Linked DNA regions of Neogale vison: region 2 is linked to region 1. The links are chromatin contacts, called in public Hi-C maps. All regions are on one chromosome and are shown on one strand. Each heading gives the region's core, a stretch centred on a gene start, on an enhancer-like site or on the middle of the called end of the contact. The rest is flanking DNA. Distances are from core to core; before and after follow the strand shown.

Evidence for each region. Hi-C and Micro-C count contacts between places; a contact is called where the count stands out from the background.
Region 2: a contact with region 1 is called in a Hi-C map of fibroblasts, with 4 times the contacts expected there. The contact joins the promoter of PLPP5 here to the promoter of LETM2 in region 1. A contact is called at or near these places in 2 of 3 Hi-C or Micro-C datasets (fibroblasts and muscle).

What each region holds. Positions count from the first base shown.
Region 1 is chr11:177,596,235-177,600,359 of ASM_NN_V1, forward strand. LETM2 (LETM1 domain-containing protein LETM2, mitochondrial) reads right to left here and starts at 1,780. Exons shown (of 11, transcript XM_044225365.1): 1 at 1,676-1,780.
Region 2 is chr11:177,725,949-177,730,073 of ASM_NN_V1, forward strand. PLPP5 (phospholipid phosphatase 5) reads left to right here and starts at 1,691. Exons shown (of 7, transcript XM_044225375.1): 1 at 1,691-1,773; 2 at 1,980-2,088; 3 at 2,580-2,670; 4 at 3,496-3,559; 5 at 4,048-4,125. The coding sequence starts at 1,709. NSD3 (histone-lysine N-methyltransferase NSD3) reads left to right here. Exons shown (of 23, transcript XM_044225369.1): 23 at 1-1,102. DDHD2 (phospholipase DDHD2) reads right to left here. Exons shown (of 20, transcript XR_006380989.1): 18 at 104-264.

The DNA.
Region 1 (4,125 bases), core at 530-3,029:
GAACACATCAATTATAAAGATACCAGGATTTCAGTGTTTACTACTGCAGAGGTAGAAAATTTCCATATTCCGTTCAAGGTGTAAAATCTCTCTCAAGATCATTTCCAACAATCATGAATGTCTTCTCAGCTTGGATTTGAGAATCCCAACAAATAGACATCATCTCTAACATCATGGTGCTCATGATGGTGATATGGTCTTTAAAGACTTTTTAATTTCTGGTCATTAACACCCAGTAACCTACTTGAATGGTTGCCAGGTATTTTTTTTTTTTTTTAAGATTTTATTTGTTTATTTGACAGAGATCACAAGTAGGCAGAGAGGCAGGCAGAGAGAGAGAGAGGGAAGTAGGCTCCCCGCTGAGCAAAGAGCCCGATGTGGGGCTCTATCCCAGGACCCTGAGACCATGACCCTAGCCAAAGGCAGAGGCTTAACCCACTAAGACACCCAGGTGTCCCGGCTGCCAGGTATTTAAGAAGTTAAGCAATACACACTTATTTGTAGCCTAAAAATACAGGTAGAATAAAATATCCTGGATTTGTTTCAGTTAGCTTTTTCCCATACTTGGCCAAGTTGCCCCAAACTTTTAAAGATGAAAAGCAGGGGTGCCTGGCTGGCTAAGGTAGTAGAGCATGCAAGTCTTGATCTCAGGGTCATGAGTTCAAGCCCCATGTTGGGCACAGAGCCTACTAAACAAACAGAAAAAAGTATTCACTGACCACATTTACGTAGCAGTGAAGATAATACATGGTACCTACTAATCGTTCAAGTGGAGGTAAATTGGTTTCCTGTACTGATGATTCTCCAAAGAGTCCAAACTGAGCTATCTTTAAGCAAGCTTTTTCAAAACCTTTCTCCATCCTGTAGTCCTTTTCAGCCAAGGGCAGCAAGGTGTTTTTTGGTAGTATCTCTTAGCGTCAACTTTGCTTTCCTGCAGCTGGAAAAGGCGCAGACCAGGGTGCTCTCCTGGATGGAAACCTCAACCACAGAGCTGACATTTTGAACGGGAGTTCAGAAAATACTTCGGACCGTCTAAACCCAGGCTAAGGGAGGGTGGTCTCCTGCTGGAGGCAAGCCACACCCGATCAGGCGGTTAACCTGCTCTCCGGCCCCAGGGCAGTCCCGCCCGGAGCGGTGGGTAACCACTTCCTAGGCGGGGCCGGCCAGGAGCCCCGCCTGCGCCTTCGCACCGCCCACGCCCATACGCGGGGCCCCAGGCTCCCCGGGTTACCTTGCTTCTGGCCCTTGACGACACAGGGGCAAAACGCACCGTCGGCTTTTGTGCACGTAGTGTGTTGGTGGACTGTATGCGGCAGTGGGGTGGGGGTGGGGGGGCGGTTCTTTGTGTTTGGGTGCGGGGATGGTGCAGGCACGGGGAGGACAACCTTGTTGGCGATCCAGGTTTATGGAAGGAGAAGCCGGGCGCCGGGTACGGAAGAGAAAGGAGGTAGCGAAGCACGGAAGGAGGGGAAATGGAGGTTGAGCTCCAAAGCTGGGGGGCGGGCAGGGGCACGAGGTCATGGGCTTGAGGCGAGTGCGGTGGGGAACTGGAAGCTGTCGGGAAACCTGGGCCCTGATGGGAAGAGCAGGATGCGGAGGGAGCGGGCTCCGGAGTAAAAAAGGCAGGCGAGGTCCACCAAGTAACAGCCTAAGGACTTGGCCAGCCCACCCCTACCTCCTCGGGCCGGCTCTCCAGAACGGCTCCCTCAGTCCTCCAGTCCCTTCCCAAACCTCCCTTGCCCAGGTCCCCAGCTAGAGGGGCCCCAGAAGTCTCTATGGCTCCACCTCTTTCCTATCCCGTTACGTCACTCTGAGTGACGACACCACCCACCAATGAGCTCTCAGATTATGGGGCGGGAGGGCGTTCTTCGGTGCGGCAGCCCTGGAGGTAGCCAAGGTCCAGTTCCCACCGGCAAAATGAATTCTCTGTTGGGTTTAGTTTAAGCAGAGTCTGTCTTGCGGCAGGGGGCAAGACTGACGCTTTTCCGCCTGTCTCCACTCTCTGGCGTGTAGGCTAACGTCCCCGAAAATGCTTGTTGAAGGCTAGATTAAAGAACCTCTCACCCTACCGATAGCGTAATATGCCTGATAGTCGCCATGGTAACCATCTTAAAGTCACGAATTACATCACTTTGATGTACTCTCCCCACCCCCAACCCCTACAAATCAACAACTGCCGGGGTTGGGATGGCGCGGAGAGCTCTGCGGAGAGGGAGTGGCAGAAAGGGCGGGAATGGTTAGGAAAACCCCGCTTTCCCTTCTCCGGGGCCTGAGAGTGGAATGCTGTGAAATCCTCATGTGGAAATCTGAATTCCACTAAAGTAATTTGCTTTATAAATGCTCGCTTAACAGGTATAGTTTGTGATCAGTAGTTTGTGGAGAAATCTCAAATAACATTTAAGATATATATTCTAGTAACTGTGCAGTGACGTAGGTACTGCAGGTTGGGGCACTTCAGTTCCTAGGTTGGGTAACTGAGCCGTCTTGGAAAAGTGATAGATATAGAAATGTTCTCGCTCTCCTGTTATCTCTACCCATCCGTTTCATCTGGCTCTAGAAGGAAAACAAAATGTTTAGTGGATCCGCTTGGACTACCAGACAACAAGGAATCGTTTTCACAGGGAGAGTACTTAACACGTGAGCTGACCACAGAACTCACTCATCTGGGCTGCACATTTGTAAGAATGAAAGATGGCGGGTATTCAATTTCAGGTTTTGTGCTGTTGTTGTTGTTGTTGTTGTTGTTTATGTAGACCGCTTTTAATCTACAAAGCATTTTTCGGCTTAAAACCAAATGGATCAACCGTGTTAAATAGGCAGAACTTTTCATTTTGGCCACTAGAGGGCCCTTTGTGCATGTTGGATGCCCGAGTTTCCACATAAAGGTTTCACTTCACGTTCTATGTTTACTAGAATTAACAAAATCTACAAAGCCTTGGTCTCTCTCCCTTTCCTTTCCTGAAAATTTCCGATGGCAAATTTTGAGCTTTAAGAGTCTAGATAGTTATAATTTTCACATTAATTCCACAGATTAAATCACCGCACAAACATGAACATGTACTTTTCTGGAAAAGATCATAAAGATGCAAAAATATGCCTTTCAGTTCCCTGGGAGACATTTTATACCAGGAAATATTCTTATTCATGCATTGTATTCATTTACAAACAGGCACAGTAAAATCATTAAGTATTCATAAACCAGATGAATGATTCCAAGTTCAGTATTGGAAAGATGAGCTAGATTTTCTACTACTGTCATGTGTCAGCAGCAATCCTATTATAAAAAGGGAAGGGTTAAGAAACTTTCTGTTGAAATCCGTTCGTTCAAAGCAATGTTTGCTTTCTGCTATCAGGTCTGGCAATTTTTTGACTTTCAAGATTAAGTGATTTATCATGTAAGGAGTTTTTGGATATAATCTTTGGAAGAGAAACAAAAAATTCCGTTCTCTTTAACTCTGGCTCTGGGAATTGTGTTAGATTGCTGTCTTAATTGTTTGCTCATTTTGTATGAAGAAGACAAAGTGTGATCTGAACCTCAGAAGATGTTAGATGCTAAAAATGTACATTATTAATTTTAATGGTCATTTCCCTAAATATAGTTCAAGATCAAATGTTATTAACAGTATATTTTCTTATGTTTCACAGGAAGAGATTATATATCTACCTCCCAGAACTTTAATTTTAAACTCTTGTCAGTATAGAAACAGATTAAAATAAAATGCCTGGGGACAACTTACCAAATTCTCCTCAAGAAAAAGTCCAGATATCTGGTCAAGGCAACAATTTATCAACAAAACAAGGAATATACAGGACGATGGAGAGGCAGGATGAAGGTAGAAAAGATCATTAAAAAAAAAAAACGATCAATTTAACCTGTCTTTTCAGGAGACACAATCAAACTGAAATAAGCTCAGGGGGCCCCCTTTAAGAGATATGTGTTCCAGGGGCACTTGGATGGCTCAGTCCTTAAGCATTTGCTTTCCGCTTAGGTCATGATCCTGTGGTCCTGGGATGGAGCCCCGCATCAGGCTTCCTGCTGGATGGGAAGCCTGCTTCTCCCTCTCTCACTCCTCCCGCTTGTGTTCCCTCTCTTACTGTGTCTCATCAAATAAACCAATACAATTT
Region 2 (4,125 bases), core at 441-2,940, 130 kb after region 1:
TCAGTCCTTAGTTTTCTTATGTGACCCTCCGGATCTGCGAGTTGGCAGGCAAGCCCCCTCAGGTGCTGGTCCCCCCCCCCCCCCGCCGCCACCTGCCACAGACCTTCGATGTGTACACGCGGGGCGCGCAGTGTCCATCAGATCATCAAGACGAGGTATGTATGAGGTATTCTTGTCGGGTTAGCAGTGGACTGGATACAATTTACTTTTTACTCTGTTGTTATTAATACTGCTCTTTATCTCATTTGTGCTGTCGCATACCCTCTGTTAAAAAAGAAAATCACATGGCCTCCGATGACCAAGATGCTAAGTGATGATTGATACTAAATGATGATTACAACTGGCTAATAAGATCCTTTTTCTATACAAGGGTGTGTGCATAATTGGAATTGATAGGAGAAATTCATTTGTAACCACTTGTGATATTGCACAGCAAACACAGATACCTACAGATTGTTTTCTTTTTCTTGTGATCTTTATCTATGATAATGACCTTTGTAGATTGGTTATTTCTGTACTTTGTTTATCTGTAATAAATTTGTAGATCCTGTGAAATGTTATTTTGCCTAAATCACTTGAGACTTGAGTCTTTAATAACAAAGCATCAATATTCACTAAAGTCAATCTCTTTTGAGTTTCTGTGACTTGGCTAGAAGCTCTTGACACTAAGGGATTAGTGTTCATTTTCCCTGGGGGGCGTTCCACTAGGGCATTACTGTATAATGACTTGATGTTGCCACATAGACTTCAAGATATATGATATTTTGGGGGTTTTGTTGAATGGCCTATGTTTTACTGCATAGTGTGAAACGTGTAAAGCTTGGTTAACCTGTATATAGATAGCTTGTTGTTGACTAGTTATAGTATATTTAGGATTGCCTGGAATTTTAAGCTTCTTACTACTGTGTGTGCTGGTAGGAACATAAATTTTTGTACATTATATTTACTGAGATGTTGCCTTTTTTTATTTTACAAATACTTTGAAATTCAGATGTGTTTTTTGCTTCCGTGAGGATTAATTTGGAAAGGTTCTTAATGACATTCCACTGACTTCAGATTTTGCTTGAGATTGACTTCAATAAATTGTCCTGTATGTTCCAAATCAAACTGTGGACTTGTTCATTGCCTGTAGTTTCTTGCCACAACTGCTGGGCGAGAGGTCATAATGGGGAGAGCAGGCACCCGGTGCCGGCCAATGACCCGAGGTCCTTCAGAATGCTGTCGCAAATAAGCTTGGAGCCTATAACGTGGGGTTTGGTCGTGTTTTCACAGAGGGAAAGTCCTTGGAGAATGAATGTTGCTTCTTGCTTAGGGTGGTGGGAGACTATGGAGCGAACGGCGGGAAGGGGAGATGTGCGTCACTCTCGTCCCGGCGACTCAGCCGACTCCGCGGAGGCCTGCCGGTCGGCCAGACGCCGGGCGCCGGCTCGTGGTCGGTGTCCCCTGGAATGGCACTGCGGGCGCCTCCTTCCTGCTGCCAGCTGGGGCTCTCAGAGCGCCGCCGAGGGATCGCCGACCCGCCAGGGCAGGGAAGTGGCTGCCACGCCTTCCTCGGGTGCAGTTCGCCCAGCGTCCGCCAGCCCGCGCCCCCGAGCCTCCGAGGCCCGGCCTCCCACCACCGGGACGGCCCTCCCCGGGGCGGCCTCGCCTCCCGCCGCTGCCGCCAGAGCTGCCACGTCAGCGCGGCGTCTGTTTGGCTGACGGCAGGATGGGGAAGGTGGCGGCCCTCGGTGCCGAGCTGGGCGTGCGGCTCGCCCTGTTCACGGCCTTCCTGTAAGCGTCCTGCCGCTCGAACCCCGCGGCCCGCACCCTTGGGCCGTCCCCCCCCCACCCCCCTCCCCGAAGGCGGCTGGCGGCCGGGCAGCCCCTGCCTCGGCCCGGGGCTCCCAGTGCAGGGGCGGGCAGCGGTGGGAAGTCCCGACGAGCGGCCCGGCCGGAAGCAAACCAACATGCTCTGCACATTTTTGTTTCCCCTCTAGGGTAACGGAGCTCCTCCCTCCCTTCCAGAGGCTGATCCAGCCAGAGGAGATGTGGCTTTACCGGAATCCGTATGTGGAAGCCGAGTATTTCCCCACCAAGCCCATGTTTGTGCGTGGAGAACTAGCCTTCCTTCTGACCCTTAATGTTTAGGACGAGCTCGATGCTAGGGAGCAGGCGGCGGTCCCTCTGGCTCCAGGGTGATCCCCACGAAAGACGTGGGGAGCGTCTTGCTCCCTTAGATGAGGGGCTCAAACTTCTTGTTTCCTTATGATAACGATCCAAATTGAGAGCGCAAGATGCCAGTTTTGGCCCAAAAGACACGTACTGTAAGCTCTGCTCCTTAGGATGGATTGAGGTACCGGTCACTTAAGAGTAATGGCTGATGGCTGTGGCGTTCCTGGTGGAGCAGGTGCTGCCCCGTCAACCCACAGATGCTGCCACGGCGAACACTGACAGGGCCCCGCTAGGTCTGACCTGTGACTTCTGTCCCCTCCATCCCTCCTCCCTGTCGGCACTGCTTGAACCACTAGCCATGTGGTTTTACTGGGGGTTTGGTTTGGTTTTTTTTTTTTTTTAACCTCTACTAACCTCTGTTTCAGGTCATTGCATTTCTTTCCCCACTGTCCCTGATCCTCTTGGCCCGATGTCTCAAGAAGGCTGGTGCGACCGACAGCAAACAAGCCTGCCTGGGTAAGAACGAGCCCTCCCTGGCTGGGCTGGTCTCTGTCTCCTCAGTGCTGGCATCTCAGCCACTGGAGGTGTGACCTCTGCCTGTGGAGGCCACGGAGTTCTATGTTTCTAAAGTCATCCTGTCTCCCCTGTACCCGCATTGTCACCCGTGAGAAAGCTGGCACTCTGAGAACACAGTTGACCTCCGAGGTGAACAATGTGCTGAATGACTGGTACCCCAGAAATGTATTCGGCCTAGTCCAGAAGCGCTCTCTGTACTCCACCACGTTCAGGCCTAGAATGATTTTTCTGCTCAGCTCTGGCTAGAGCCTGACCGTTCTATCTCAAAAAGACCATGGCAGGGGCGCTGGCGTGGCTCAGTCGTTAAGCGGCTGCCTTTGGCTCAGGTCATGATCCCAGTGTCCTGGGATTCATCCGTGCATCGGGCTCCCTGCTCCGCGGGAAGCCTGCTTCTCCCTCTCCTACTCCCCTGCCTCTGTTCCCTCTCTCACTGTGTCTCTCTGTCAAATAAATAACATCTTTTTATTTTTAAAAAAATTTATTTATTTGACAGACAAGAGCAGGAACACGAGCAGTGGGAGTGGGAGAGAGAGAGGGGGAAGCAGGCTCCCTGCTGAACAGGGAGTCCGATGTGGGACTCCATCCCAGGACATTGGGATTATGACCTGAGCAGAAGGCAGCCGCTTAATGACTGAGCCACTCAGGCACCCAATAAATAAAATCTTTAAAGAAAAAAAAAGACCACAGCTGCTCTCTTGATGAGACCATGATCATGCAAGTCCTCCTAGGCAAAACCCACTAACAGTAAGTTTCTTTATTTTCCAGCTGCCAGCCTTGCCCTGGCTCTGAACGGTGTGTTTACGAACACAATAAAACTGATCGTGGGCAGGTAAGTGACCAGAGTCTGCGCCCCGGTGCCTGCCTCGGGCCTCCCATCTGCAGGAGGTAGTTAATGGCGTGGCACCACCCATCTTCTTCCTCCCCCTCTCGCCAGCCTCAGTCTGACCTTGTTCTCTTCACCTAACATGGCCTCCCTCCCCTATAGCTGTCCTGTGGGTGACACTTGGGCTCTTTGCTGCCCTGAACAGTGTTTCCCACTGACCCCCACAGCAGGGTCAGCGTCCACTAGAATACCCCGAAACTGCAGTGTGACTTGCTCTTTGCCCTAAAAAATAATTGTGTGCTGGACTGCCCCCCCCCAAATGTGGACCCTGGAAATAAAGCTTTTCTTTTAATGGTGACTACCCTAATCCAGGTTCATCATTTTACCTGGGACACTATTTGACCAACTGTGAGCAGGATTACAGTATCTGATACAACCAAAAAATAATTTCTGAAGTTAAGGGATCTGTGTTGAGACCGTGTTTATTTTTTCAGGCCACGCCCAGACTTCTTCTACCGCTGCTTCCCCGACGGGCAAGCCCATTCCGACTTGACGTGCACAGGGGAGAAGGA